Regions from separate parts of the Capra hircus genome. Here region 2 is linked to region 1. Evidence: chromatin contacts called from public Hi-C data. All regions are on one chromosome and are shown on one strand. The core of a region is the stretch at or near the end of the contact, and the rest is flanking DNA. Distances in the headings are between cores, read along the strand shown. Region 1 overlaps CCDC88C (protein Daple). Region 2 holds the start of CCDC88C (protein Daple).

What was found. Hi-C and Micro-C count contacts between places; a contact is called where the count stands out from the background.
Region 2: a Hi-C map of blood shows a contact between it and region 1, with 9 times the contacts expected there. The contact joins the promoter of CCDC88C here to the enhancer-like site in region 1. A contact is called at or near these places in 3 of 5 Hi-C or Micro-C datasets (all in blood).

What each region holds. Positions count from the first base shown.
Region 1 is chr21:55,576,545-55,583,855 of ARS1.2, reverse strand. CCDC88C (protein Daple) reads left to right here. Exons shown (of 29, transcript XM_018066131.1): 11 at 1,455-1,601; 12 at 2,251-2,395; 13 at 6,790-6,974. Among named protein-coding and RNA genes, the nearest start is that of GPR68, 53 kb to the right of the region's middle. Within about 2 kb of position 3,020, at least 3 of the 5 cell types and tissues checked have an H3K27ac peak or open chromatin away from gene starts, as enhancers often do.
Region 2 is chr21:55,671,671-55,678,981 of ARS1.2, reverse strand. CCDC88C (protein Daple) reads left to right here and starts at 2,890. Exons shown (of 29, transcript XM_018066131.1): 1 at 2,890-3,111; 2 at 3,885-3,985. The coding sequence starts at 3,052.

The DNA of each region.
Region 1 (7,311 bases), core at 1,771-4,270:
TGTCATCTCCAGCAGAGAGAGTGCCCAGGGGAATTTAGAGTTTTGATAATTATACCTTTTATGGCTGTCAGGCTTTGATCAGAACCGTGTCCGCTGACCAGAAGGCTTGCAGTTTCCCCTCTACCAGGAATCTTGGATTCTGGCCCGTGCAAGGCGAGTGGACATGCAGTGGGTAACACAGCTCCCAGCCCAGCTCTCAATGGTTAGAATCCACACGTGGGGCCTTAGAACACTGCCCACCGGGAGAAACATCCCCTGTGTGCATGTTTGTGAGATGAAAGCATTCAGGGGGCTCTTGGTCCCCCCGAGATGCTGAGTGGTGCTGGGCTGCATGACGGACTACCCTGCAAGGGGGCAGCCATAGTATTCCACACCCAGTGTGTGCCCGGAACTTATTTGTGAGTTTCACGTTTGTTTGTGACTTCACTATCTTAAAGACTCCCCATTTCCAGGAAACGGCTGAGAACAGTTGTTTTTCCAAGAGAATATGTGTAAAATGCTTACATACAAGCTGTTGATTGAACGAAAGAACAGCTTCCCCAACATCCTGATCAATGGAATGAATGTTGAGCTGAGAGGATTAGACTTAGCCCTTGAACTGGGACAGACTCTTAGCCCCACCCTTCCTTGTAAAGGAAATGGAGGCTCAGCAAGGTCCCGGAGCTGTCAGTGGAGTCCACTTGTCCAGCCAGGTGAGGTTATAGATGTCATATACCTGTGCACCGTGGCCAGCAAAGAAAGTGTTACCTTCCTGGATTGATTTCATTTGTTATTATTTTTTTAAACTGGAGTATAATTGCTTTACAGTGTTGTGTTAGTTTCTGCTGAACCACAAAGTGAATCAGCTATTAAGTATACATATGTCCCCTCCCTCTTGGACCTCCCTCCCACCTGCACATCCCACCCCTCTGGGTAATCATAGAGCACCAAGCCGAGCTCCCTGCTATATAGCAACTTCCCACTAGCTCCCTGTTTTACACTGGGTAGTGTGTATATTGGGCTTCCCTGGTGGTTCAGCAGCAAAGAATCCACCTGCCAAGCAGAAGATCTGGGTTCGATCCTGCACTGGTTCGATCCCTGGGTTGGGAAGATCCCCTGGAGACAGAAACAGCAACCCACTCCAGTGTTCTTGCCTGGAGAATCCCTTGGCCAGAGGAGTGTGGCGGGCTACAGTCCATGAGGTCGAAAAAGAATCGGATACAACTTAGTGACTAAGCAACAGCAACAGTGTGTGCACATGTCAGATAATTCATGGATATTTTCTTTCAGTTGAGAAAGTCCATGTGGCCTGACCTGATGAAAAAGGTGGCGATGCTCAAAAGTGGGGACAGAACTCTCTCAAGGCAGCAACCTTTTCCCTGGATTGTTTGTTTTGGTCCAGAGACCTGGACGAGCTGTCATCACGAAGCAGGTGCCTTTATCTGATGATTCTCATGTATGTTTTTGCTGCTCAGGAGCTGAGAGAAGATAATATCATTTTAATTGAAACCAAGGCCATGCTGGAGGAACAGCTGACGGCTGCTCGGGCCCGGGGCGATAAAGTTCATGAGCTGGAGAAAGAGAACCTGCAGCTGAAATCGAAGCTTCACGACCTGGAATTGGTATTGCAGGCTGCTGCCACACAGACCTATCTAAACAGATTGGGGTGGTTTCAGGTTGTGCCATGTCCTTCTCTGATTTTTTCCGTCACGGTTTTGGCGCCACTGCCGACACGGTGACATGCTGACTGCGGAGAGTAGCTCGCTCAGCTCGGCGGCCGGGGTGGGCCCCACTGGGCGCCCACAGATGGACAGAATGGGACTACCATGCTGGACTGCTCATGTATGGATGAGCTCATGGGTGTGTCTTTTGCAAGAGCCTCTGCTGGCTTTTATGGTGAGGTCTGAGCTGAGATCCCTGAGTTCCTTTCCAGGCTTCTCGGGGCATATTAGGTGCCCTAGAGCCACGAAGCCACCTGTCACCAGGGTTCTTGCTCTAAAGCCCTGGGTTATAAGTCACTTTGTTCAGACAGCATTCAGTTAGAGACCTGGGCGCTCCCATCACCCTCCGTTGCCAGCCAGTGTATCTTTCAGTGGCCGTAACTCCCAGCTGGGCCCTGGGCTAGACTCATTTCTCTTCGGGGAAGCGAGCAGGTGCCTAGAAGGCCTTCCATCCTTCAGGAATGGGGGTGGGGGTGGATACACGGGGGCCAGGGCCTGTCCAGAGGGGTCCCCCAGCCACATTCTCACTCCGTCTTTCTTCCCGTACTAGGACCGGGACACGGATAAGAAGCGAATAGAGGAGCTGCTGGAGGAGAACATGGTCCTGGAGATTGCTCAGAAGCAGAGCATGAATGAGTCGGCCCACCTCGGCTGGGAGCTGGAGCAGCTGTCCAAGAACGCAGACCTGTCAGACGGTAGGGGGCGCCCGGTGCCCAGGAGCCGCCCAGCCCGCGGCCGCTTCCTCATCCAGGGAGCCGAGCCCTGGGCTCTAAATCTTCCGTGTCAGGCCATCCATTCACCCCGAGTAAATAGGATTTCCTTCAAGTGCCATTTGGAACTGTTTCATTACCCTTCTCCCCAAGGAGAGCAGGAGGGGTCTGGCAGCCTTGATGTCAGGACATGAAACACAAATTAAGTGTTGCCAGCTTTCCCAGTTCCCATATGGACAGTCCCAGGAGCTTGCAGGTTAGCTCGCGCTGACACCCAGAGGGCATCAGAGCCCTGTCTGTGGACGGTTGAAAGCCCTGCATGGCAGGAGACATCCCCAGCGGTCACTCATCCCCGCTATGAGTGTAGCCTGGGCATTATTTTCTTGTTCATTTGCATAATTGGGCAAGACGGATGCAGTCTGTTCTCTGTCTCCCCAGGCGGGGGCTGCTAAGTGGCCGCTTCTCCCAGGACCCAGGCCTCTTCTGGCTTGCACCGCTGCCCCTGCTGGAGACAGACGGGGCGCCTCGGCCAGGGAAGGGTGGGTGGGGCAGCGGTCCGCGCTGCAGCAGGAAGCTTCAGTGCGCAGCAAACAATAAGCCAGTTCCTGTGTTCAGAAATAGCACACGTGCCTGTGATGGAGCCAGTTATTGTTTACTTAGAGCTGCGCAGAACGAGGCAGGGCTTTCGGCTGGGCTGGGAGTCACTTTTTTCAATTCCCACAAGCATCCCCCAAACAATAGAAAATTTGTTGAACAAAGCTGGAAAACATCTTCTCTTCGAGGGGTGTCCCATCAGTACCAAACCAAACATCAGTTTGTTAAACTACCAGCCGGTGAGGGGAGTTAGTTTTATCTGTGCTTTGGGGCCTGTACCCTGTGCTGGGGTCTGAGGACGGGATCTCTTTGATTCCTGGCCCTGCGGGGAAGAGTAGGTCCATTGGGGAGGACCACTGCCCCCTGGTGGAGCAGAGAGGTGGTGCAGGCTGCCGGGGACAGTTCCAGACCTAATGAGAGAGTATTTCTGTAAGAGACCAGGGTGGCCTATGGGGGTTGGAAATCCTTGCTCTTTCAGACTACTCAGTATAGTGTATGAGCCCTTTCAGATCAGTGAGCGTGATTTATTCTCAATGTCCCCAACTCCTAGTGCTTCAGTTCAGTTCAGTTCAGTTCAGTCACTCAGTCGTGTCCGACTCTGCGACCCCATGAATCGCAGTGTGCCAGGCCTCCCTGTCCATCACCATCTCCCGGAGTTCACTCAGACTCACGTCCATCGAGTCAGTGATGCCATCCAGCCATCTCATCCTCTGTTGTCTCCTTCTCCTCCTGCCCCCAATTCCTCCCAGCATCAGTCTTTTCCAATGAGTTAACTCTTTGCATGAGGTCCCAAAGTACTGGAGTTTCAGCTTTAGCATCATTCCTTCCAAAGAAATCCCAGGGCTGATCGCCTTTAGAATGGACTGGTTGGATCTCCTTGCAGTCCAAGGGACTCTCAAGAGTCTTCTCCAACACCACAGTTCAAAAGCATCAATTCTTCGGCGCTCAGCCTTCTTCACAGTCCAACTCTCACATCCATACATGACTACTGGAAAAACCATAGCCTTGACTAGATGGACCTTAGTCGGCAAAACAATGTCTCTGCTTTTGAATATGCTGTCTAGGTTGGTCATAACTTTTCTTCCAAGGAGTAAGCGTCTTTTAATTTCATGGCTGTAATCACCATCTGCAGTGATTTTGGAGACCAAAAAAATAAAGTCTGACACTGTTTCCACTGTCTCCCCATCTATTTGCCATGAAGTGATGGGACCAGATGCCATGATCTTAGTTTCTGAATGTTGAGCTTTAAGCCAACTTTTTCACTCTCCTCTTTCACTTTCATCAAGAGGCTTTTTAGTTCCTCTTCACTTTCTGCCATAAGGGTGGTGTCATCTGCATATCTGAGGTGATTGATATTTCTCCCGGCAATCTTGATTCCAGCTTGTGTTTCTTCCAGTCCTTAGCTAGGAGCTATTGAACATTAGGTTGAATGAAGACATAATGCAAGTAGAGCCTGAATGCACTTTTTCATGTGTGGTTTGGTGGCTTTTTGAGTCAAGAAAGACCTGACTTAAAGTCCTGGCTCCTCCGCTTGTTAGCTAGGTGACCTCTTTTAGAACTCACTTTCCTTATCTGCAAAGTGGGGATAACGAAGCTGCCTCACAGGAGGCGGTGGTGAAGCTCGATGCCATGCCTGGCCCACGGGCACAGTAAAGGATGCTGTTCTTACAGCCACTGTCTTACTAAAATAGATGCCATTACTCTGCTTGGGTGCTAATGAGCATAGCACTCAGTAATGAACTGTTGTGTCATCATCACCGTCTGTGAAGCACTGGCTTTTATGGAAGAGGAGAGGAGGCTTGTGGTCAGCTGTGTTGTTGAACTCGTAGACCCTTAGGAATTATTCCCCATGGGTACAGAGTTTCAGTCTGGGATGATGAAAAGGTGTGGAGGGGGATAGTAAAGATGGTTGCACATCACTGGGAATGCATCTAATGCTACAGAGCTGTGCACTTTAAAATGGTGAATTTTATGTTATAATGTTTTACCCCAATAGAAAAATGTTCATTTTCCACAAATGCCATAGTACCATCCAAATGATCACAGGCTCTGAATTAGTGGAGTTTCAGTTGAGGTTTGTTTTATTTGTAGCATAGTTTCGTGTGTGGCGAGCGCATGTGCTTCTGTGTGTCAGCGCTGGACCTGGGCTGCGGACCTTTGTCCACCTCCCCTGCTGTGCTGCCTGTTGTTGCTTGGGGTCTTGAGGACGTTCAGGCTGGCGGGTTCTGAACTGCTGTTCTTGGTGGGAGATGAGAACTCAGAGAGGGTGGCAGATGCCTTTTAGACCTTAGGATATCCGCCCAAAGGATCTGAACACACACGTCTGTGTCCGGTTCGATGTGGGGGACGCCATCGCCCTGCCTGTATCCTTGCCCCTGGGGGTGATGAGTAAGAGGCAGGTAAGGGTGCAGCCCTGTTTTCAGATCAGGCTCCCAGAGCTCAGTATGTGACACTGTTGAGACAAGTGAGGACAGTACAAACCCAGCCCTTTCTTTCGAGGGCTTTCATTCACACTCCTTTCTCCTCCTGGAAAAGTCCCCTGACTTACCTAAAATCCCGTGGCTTACCTAAAGTCATGCACCCGCTGGTGGCAGGAAGAAGCTAAGAACTCCCGTTCCTGACTCTCAGGTTTGTGCCCACTGCCCCCCTTCTCCATATGCTGAGCTATTTGAAAGGAACCCGCTCAGGGGTCCCCCGCCCCCAGGTCGCAGACTGGTACTGGTCCACGTCCCCTCCCCTACCCTGGTCTGTGGACAAATCGTCTTCCATGAAACCAGTCCCCGGTGCCAAAAAGGTTGGGGACAGCTGGAATAAATAATCTTCCTCTTTCTGGCTTTAGCTTGTATTTTCATCACATTTAGGTTTTGTGGTTTTTTTTAGAAAACAACCAAATATTTGGAAATCAATTAATATACCCTTAAGAAACCCCTTGATCAAAGAAAAAAACGAAATAGAGATTAGGAAGCAACTGAATCATACGTAGAAAATTGGTACTATGGGTGTATCAGTTTGTGGAAGGAAACTTACACTAGAAAAGTAGAAAGTAAAATTAATAATATTTGCATTAATTTTATTTTTTATAAAGGGTGAGATTTTTAAAATTTTTATTGGCATGTAGTTGCTTTCCAATGTTGTGATAGTTTCTGCTGTACAATACAATAAACCAGCTATACGTATACATATATCCCCCTTTTTTAGATTTCCTTCTTACACTTAGAATTTTTAAAGCAGTTTACATACACTCTCTCATTTCTTCCCCCAATGTAATCATGAAATTACAAAATGAAGTCTCCATTCAGGGGACCTTATCCAGGGATGGCAAATACTGGGCATATGTACCCACGGAGCCTTCTGCCACCTGTGGCAGACATAACTCGTCGATTATCGTGCCCCTCCTGCTGAGCCACCCAGACTCCCGTTGCTCTCCGAGCTGGCACAGAAAATGTTGTCTGTTCTCCATCTCTCTTAGTCTCTAAGCTCCTTGAGTTGTATGGTCACGTGAGCCGCTTGGTAAAAAATGGTTCCCGGCAGTTGACGCGATCTTTAACTTTTGCACTGGCGTCTTCACTGCAACCTGCTTTCCTCTGAAGCTCTGGGCCCAGCTGAGCTAATAGAGGACTGTCACTGTCTGAGGGACTTTCAGGCACTGACTGTGACAGTACCGTGGAGGAGACCCCCCAGCCGGCCCCTGGGACCCCCTCCCAGCCCCTCAAACCACGGCATGGGGCACCAGATGCCCCTGGCTTGCAGCTGGAGCCCGGGGCTGACTCGGCTCTGTGCTTCAGCCTCCAGGAAGTCGTTTGTGTTCGAGCTGAATGAGTGCGCCTCCAGCCGCATCCTGAAGCTGGAGAAGGAGAACCAGAGCCTCCAGAGCACCATCCAGGGCCTGCGCGATGCGTCCCTGGCGCTGGAGGAGAGCAGCCTCAAGTGCGGGGAGCTTCAGAAGGAGAACCAGCAGCTCAGCAAGAAGGTAACCCGGGTGGGGGGAGTGTCGGGCAGGTGGATGCCCCTCCCCTGGCCTGGTCTGCCGTCTGGAGGCTGGTAGGGGGGCAGGTATAAGTGAGGATGCGCAGCTGGGAGGAGAGCAGGAGCCAGTGCAGCCGCAGTTAACTATAACAGAGGAGCGAGCAGTCGTAGAGAGCAGTCGGCAGACAGCAGGCTTGTGGCTGCCCAACCTTGAAGGTGTGACCTCTGCCTCCTTGTCTTCATCTCTGAAACGGGGTTCGTGGGCTTCCCGTCTAACAGATGTTGCGAGGACTCGATGGGTTTGTGTATGTGAGGGGTCTGGTATGTAGTAAGTGTTCAGT
Region 2 (7,311 bases), core at 1,641-4,140, 95 kb before region 1:
AAACGGAGAAATTTCTTTATCAGAATGAACAACATAATTAAAGTACTGCTTCTGTCTAGGAAGCAATGCACAAAGCAATTACTTTTCATGCAGAAATCAACAAGAAAAAAATTGTAAATAAATAGTTAAGTCTCTGGAAAAGGCAATGGCAAACCACTCCAGTACTCTTGCCTGGAAAATCCCATGGACGGAGGAGCCTGGTGGGCTGCAGTCCCTGGGGTCGCTAAGAATCAGACACGACTGAGCAACTTCACTTTCATGCATTGGAGATGGAAATGGCAACCCACTCCAGCGTTGTTGCCTGGAGAATGCCAGGGACGGGGGATCCTGGTGGGCTGCCATCTGTGGGGTCGCACAGAGTCGGATGCGACTGAAGCAACTTAACAGCAGCAGCAGTTAAGTTTCAGATAAGAGTGAAACCCAAGGGTTGGTCTGGATGGACAGGGGACGGAGGGTTACTGCTTAGTGGTTAATAGACGGTTTGTGTATTTGCTTCCTGAAGTTTATGGCCAACTCGATGGAGACATAGGGGAAACAATTCTTATTAAAATAATGGCAGATGGGGGTGGCGGGGGGGAGTGGCAACAGATGAGGAGGAGACAGTGAGGAAGATTCCTTTATAGACCTTTTTACACCCCATCACCTGAACTTCAAAATTACCCTGTAAAGTCACCCAGGAAACTCCTTACTCTGATCTTACGGAGTGAGAGGGTTTCTAGAAGTGACTTGTCCAGCTCATCCAACCCTGTGAAGCCTTCCACTCCTGCAACCTGGGCACCATCCAGTTTACCTGACACCCTGCACCCCCAGGAAACAAGGATGCTCAGTCAGCTCGCTCCCAACGGAATAAAATGGGGTTGAGCCAATGAACTGCGGATACATCAATGACAATGAACCAACACAGCAGCTAACTGACCCCCAAACAGAAATTCCTGACATATTTGTGGCCCAGGAGGTGTCAGTGTCCTCAGCGACAACTGTCAGAAAAGCATTTGTCCAATGTATTTCCTAGTGTGAAAGATTATGCTTATCTAATAATTTTAAAGATCGCCTCCTTGTCTTTCCAGAATAGCTGGGATCAATATGAAAAAAAAAAAAAAATCCCAGCCGCACAGAACAGGGGCCTTTTAAACAGAGGTAGGCATAAATACATATTTTATATATTTTCCAACTGATTTCATGATATAGGCAATTAGGAATTATTGAATTTCTGGTGCACAAAGAAACCACATAAGCTCGAAATTTTAGTTCTTCTCAGTCTCCCATTTTCCCTTCCATCATCCTGAATTCGGCACTTCTTTTTAGGGATGCCTTGCATTGGAGAAGGAAATGGCAACCCACTCTAGTGTTCTTGCCTGGAGCCATCCCAGCGATGGGGAAGCCTGGTGGGCTGCCGTCTATGGGGTCGCTCAGAGTCGGACACGACTGAAGTGACTTAGCAGCAGCACCAGCAGTCGACTTGGCTGACTTCCCGGGTGGCTCAGTGGTAAAATATCTGCCTGCCAAAGCAGGAGACCCAGAAAGACCCAGAAAGATTTCCTCCTGGAGGAGGAAACATGCAACCAACTCCAGTATTCTTGGGAATTTCCATGGACAGAGGAGCCTGGCAGGGCCACAATCTCACCCCCTCACCCGCTCAAGTACCACGGAACTCGGCTGCAATTCCACATTTCACCGGCAGATGCCGCAGCCCCAACGCTTGACAGAGTCAACTTTCACATGCAAACCAGCAGCCATTTAGCGCCTACTGTATACTTGCCACCAATTATGCTAGGCGCTTTCAGGCCAATACAGCATCGGTGGGCTCACCTGGGAAACTCTTGAGGATTCGACTAGTTTAACTGTGTAAAATGTTTTGAACAATGACTGAATCGTAGTGTGAAATTATTACCGGCCCAAGGTGAGGTAGAGACCGCCCGATCCACCGCAGCTGTCTCAGCAGGGAGGTTGTGGGTCTGGGCCCAGGGCTGGCTTTCCATCCAGTTGGGGCACTTGTCCTCTTTCCTGTCGCCTACCACCAAGCTGCCGCTACGTCCTCCAAGTAGGAATCCGGAATCTGGCTTCACTCTTGGCAAAGCGGCGGTGGTGTTGGGGTTGGAGGGAGGGGGTGTTCCAGTTGGGCCGGGTCCAGGTCGGGGCGGCCACAACACCTGTTTTTCTGCGGGAACTTCTAAAAGGCTAGCAGCCTGGGAGGTGGTAAGGTGGGGCGCAAGAGGTCGCGCTCCTACGGCTTAAACTCAGCACCAACTTTCCTCCTCTGACTTCCGGGCCTGCGCCCCACCTGCCCACGAGGCCGATCCCAGCACCTGAGGCTGGCGGGCTTGGGCCTGTCGTCACGGAGCCGAGCGGGGCCTCGGCGGCACCTGGGAGGCTCCGCGCGGTCGATGGGCTGCACCTGCTTGGGGGCCGCCAGCCTGGCGGTGGTGGGCTCCGCTGGGCCTCCAGCGTGCGGTGTGCCCGAATCGACCTGGGTGGGCAGCGCGCTCCGCTCTCCTTCGGTCTCCCACACGCGCACCCGGGGAGGCAGAGGCCGGGACCCAAGCTCTCTTGCTCTCGGGCCCGCAACGGGCTCCCGGGCTGGTGGCCGACGCACGCGCGCAGCGAGGAGCCACGTGTTGGGGCCCCAAGCCCGCCGAGGCAGCGCTCTCTGCATCTGCGCGCGGCTGCAGCCCCACGTGCGGGCGGCCGGGACGCCCCCTCCCCCTGCATACGTGCGGACCGCTGCCCCCTCCCGGCGCCCCCGCGCCGCCGCGCCCGCGCCGGGACTCCCGGCTCCAGCACCGCGAGGCGGCGCGCCGATCCCCCAGGGCCGCCAAGGGGCGGGGCCGCCGCCCGCATTGTTCCTCCCCGAGCGGCGGGCCCTCCCCTTCCCCCAGCCCCGGGCGGGGCGCGGGGCCGCCGAAGCCGCGGAACGTGGGCTCGCGCCCCGCCTTTGTCTCCCGGGCGCGAGCCGCCGCAGCCCCGCGCCCGCCGGTCGCTGCCAGAGCCGCTTTGTGCCTCGGCGCGGGGGACGGGGACGCGGGGCGCGGAGCCGGCGGGCGCAGCCTCAGCATGGACGTGACGGTCTCGGAGCTCATGGAGCTCTTCCTGCAGAGCCCGCTGGTGACCTGGGTGAGTGTGCCTGGCTCCCCGCCCCATTGTTGGGGCACCGGCTCCTCTCCCGCCCGCTGGCGATCGCAGTTAAACCCGACCCAGCCGGGGCCCCGGGTAGCCCCTAGACCCAGAGGACTCATCAAGTGCCCTCCGTCCCCCACCCCCCACCCCCAGCCAGGGTCGGGGTCGGTGTCCCGGGGTCTGGGGTTATTTCCAACTCTGGAGACGGCGCGCCGGGTGCAGGACCCCGCCTCGCTCTCGGCCGGGCGGGGGTGCTGAGTGGGTACACCTGTTCCCGCCAGGGCGTTGGGCCGGCGGCCCTGGAGCGACAGGGTCCTAGTGGTCACCCTGGGCGCATGGCTTGACCGCTTGGAAAAAGGACCCACTCCCTTAAGATATCCTCGTGTAGTTTCTGAACCCCTGAGGCCAGCGGGTGGAGAGCAGTGGAGATTAGGGGGTTTCGAGTAAGAACGTTTACGGCTAGGGTGGGCGCTGTGATTTCCAATAGATCTGAGACGTGAGAAATTTATTGAGAAGTACCCTTTATTTTATTTTCTTTCCACTCTGAGACGCCGCAAAAAAGTGGCGAGGAAGTTTTCTTTCTGCTGTCTCTCTTCTGTTGCCTGGCACGGGGAGGGGGATCGAGGCCCGGGAGAAGCGTGCTGTGGAAGGGTGGGTGGCCGTGGGTGACTCCCTTCTGCCCCCAGGGGCTCTGCCCGCCTGGAGAGCTTTAGACTGAGCGCGTGGGGGTGACTTTTACTGCCTTACTCTCCGCGTTCCCCTCCCCGCAGGTGAAAACTTTTGGCCCATTCGGAAGCGGCAACCAGGACAACCTGACCATGTACATGGATTTAGCGGATGGCATCTTTCTGAACCAAATCATGTTGCAAATGTGAGTTACCTTCCGGGAGGAAGGAAGGAATGATGCCTCGGAAAGTCGAATATCCGGTTGTAGAAATGGAATGTGAAGTTGCAGTGTTCTCTGCATGTGGGCCCACTGGTATTTCGGTATTAATGGTGTCTTCCTGGTTTGTTGGGTGTGAAGAACTCCAGGACAGTGGTTTGGTCAGATGTTTGGTGAAAGGAATTTGAAATTGAGTGACTGTCATCCACATGTTGCAATTGACTTGGAACTTAGGGACTTAAGTGTTGTTTGACAATGACAAGGAAAAAAAAAAGAAAAACCTTTCTTTTGGGGGGCAAGGAGCTGTAACGGAGAGTGTCTGGTTACAGGAAGTGTCGGGTGGGACCAGAGCATCCATGAGTGACTATAAAGTTTCATTCGAGGTCAGGACGCCTGTGTTTCTGCCTCCCTTTCATCTTGTGTTTCCAGTTGCCCCAGAGCAAGTGCAATTGGTTAAGGTTCCTTCTTATAAACTGGATTGAAAAGTCACTGTGTTTGGGAGGGGCCTGGAGAGCCAGGATGCTTTGGTGCTGTTTGTCTTGAGGCGTGGGTTTAAACGGAGTTTTGGTGGAGGTTACACCTGCTAGCACGTTTGACCGCATCCTTTCCTGTTGCTGCATTCTGCCGCGCCTGTCTGATTGACAGCCTGCCGCAAGTAGGTGTTGGCTCCTGCCACTGCGTTCTGTTTTTAACTCAGAAAGTGCAGGGAACATATTGGAACTGAGTGTCTGTATGATTCACAGGCACTTGGAGCAAATGTTCTCTGTGGATCAGGCCCCTGTGCTCACCTACTCACCTGCAACTAAGCAAGTTGTCATCTTGAGCCAGAAACTTATTAGCTGATGAGAATCAGCTGCATTTGTGGCCCCTGTGGGAGGAGGAGCAGTCAGCTTTGGTATATTCCGAAAGAGGTTTAAATAGATCTACCTACAGAGATCTATTTTAAACAATTTCCTGAGGTCATTGCTCCTGTGGAATAAGTTACTTGATGTCATGCTGTGGCAGAGACATCTCAGTCTTAATGTTTTTTAAGACGCTACCAATGTTACCTGTTTTGAGTTTGATTAGATTCTAAAATGACTACTCTCTTGTCAGCTTGGCAGTACTTCTTGGTTCACAAGAAGGAGTTTTCCTGGGGTTGTCTCATGGCATATTCAAGTTCTGGCATGTATTTCCCCTCCTCATCCTGTTAGACCCCCCAAAATTGCTGGATTCCAATTGGTGCAACAACCAGTGAAATTTCAACCTGTCCTGTTTAATTAAAAAAACCAGCAGTATCCCTGGCTTTTTCATCAGGGTTTTACACCCAGGCGAGGTGGAGAACAAAAGCCCTGGGACTGTTTCTCTTTCTTCCCTGACCTTTGGAATTCCTGAAGCGTTTACCACTTGCTTGTAAATCAGGAAAGCCTGTTGGACCATTCCTTTGAGAAATGCCAGCTCATCACTTGTTCACACTTGGCCCCGAAGCTAAATGCAGTTTGAAGGGCTTCTCCCTTCCCCTTGACAATTTTCAGTGTTCCTTTCTCCCCTGTGATGCCACAGTAATGGTCCTGCAAGTGAGAACTGGTATGTTTGCAGCCTCTCGGGCCTCAAGCAATGGTTCTGGGTCCTCTGGCCAGAGTTAGGCACCAAGAAAGAGAGCAGTGGGGAAGCTGGGTGGCTTTCTAGAAGGACATAAGGAGGGAGAGGTGCCACTTGCATGCGGTTTACTGAGTGGGTGATCGAAATAACCCTGCTCCAGGCGACAAATCAGCATTGTCTGCTCTTGGAAGTAGGTAGGGGTTGATCGGAAAGGGGGCACAAGGGGACTTCTTTTCTTTAATATTTATTTATTTATTTGGCTGGCTTGTCCAGGTCTTGGTTGTGGCATGTGAGATCTAGTTCCCTGACCCCGGGGTCGAACCCGAGCCCCCTGCATTGGGAGCATGGAGTCTTAGCCACTGGACCACCAGGGAGGTCCACAGGGGAACTTCTAAGGGTGGTAGAAATGGTCCATGTATTGACTGGGGTATATTTCAGTTTTCAAAACTCATCAAGCTGTAACTTAAGATACATGCGTTTCACCCTGGGTAAAAAGGACCTCAATTTAAAAAGAAAGTTTTAGCCCTAGTGTCAAAAGCCTGTGTAACCTGCTTGTTCAAACCCTACGTCTCATGCAAGCCCTGTGCGGCTGGGCACATCACTACCATGTCAGTTTCCTCATCTGTAAAATGGGCAGGAGAGTACCTCCCTTAAGATGGTTGTGAGGATGAAATGAGTGATGTATTAGCAGTTAACACAGTGCCTGCCACTTAGTAAGTGTTGGTGTCAGTTACGTAGTTATGTCTCCCTTCTTAATCCAGAAAGGATTTGTGTCACTGCTTGAAAGTTGTTGTTTTTTTTTTAGTCTACTTTCCCCCTATGTTCTTAGTCTCTTAATAATTCTTAAGTTCTAGCCCTCTCCTAACAAGACGGAGGGCACACATCCTAGCCCCACATCTAACACTGTAGTTAAGCCAAGCCTGTTTTCACTTCTGCCAAGTGTCAGGCTAACTAGTGGGTAAGCGATAAGGCTGTTCTGCCTTATCTCCCATGCTGGTAGCCCCTACTGTGTGCAGTTCGCCTATTTTGATAAATTCTCTCCGGGTTGGTAGGAACTGAGAAAATTGCAGAGAGCAGTGTGCTAATGTGTTGCCAGAGCTCATACAAGAGGGGTTTTACCTAACACTTGAGAGCCATATGGAGGCTGGCTGGGGGTCACGTGACCGCACCTGGGCATTGTCTCCGGCAACTGAAGAAGCCTGGAATGGTAGTCTCTCGGCCAGGCCTCTCGGTGACATCAGTGCCTGAAAGCAGGAAAGCCCTGTGGGCTCAGCTTTCAGGGGAGGCCCAGGTCCAGGAGAACTCCTGAATGAAGTGAGGCATTGAGTGGTGTGGATGGAGCGGCTTGGAAAACTTGCTGAATAGCTCCTCTGTGCATGTACTTTCCCTGGGTACCTACTGGTCCCCAAGGGGGAAACAAGATGTCTAATTCACTTTGGACATGCTTTTCACAGTCTCTTAGGAAAATTAAGAGCTCTAACTCCAGGGACTTCCCTGGTGGTCCAGTGGTTGAGACTTTGCCTTCTAATGCAGGGAGTGCAGGTTCGATTCTTGGTCAGGGAGCTGAGATCCCACATGTCTTACAGCCAAAAAGCCAAAACATAAACCAGATGCAATACTGTAACAAATTCAATAAAGACTTTAAAGTGAAAGTCGCTCAGTCCTGTCTGACTCTTTATGACCCGACCCCATTTACTATACAGTCCATGGAATTCTCCAGGCCAGAATACTGG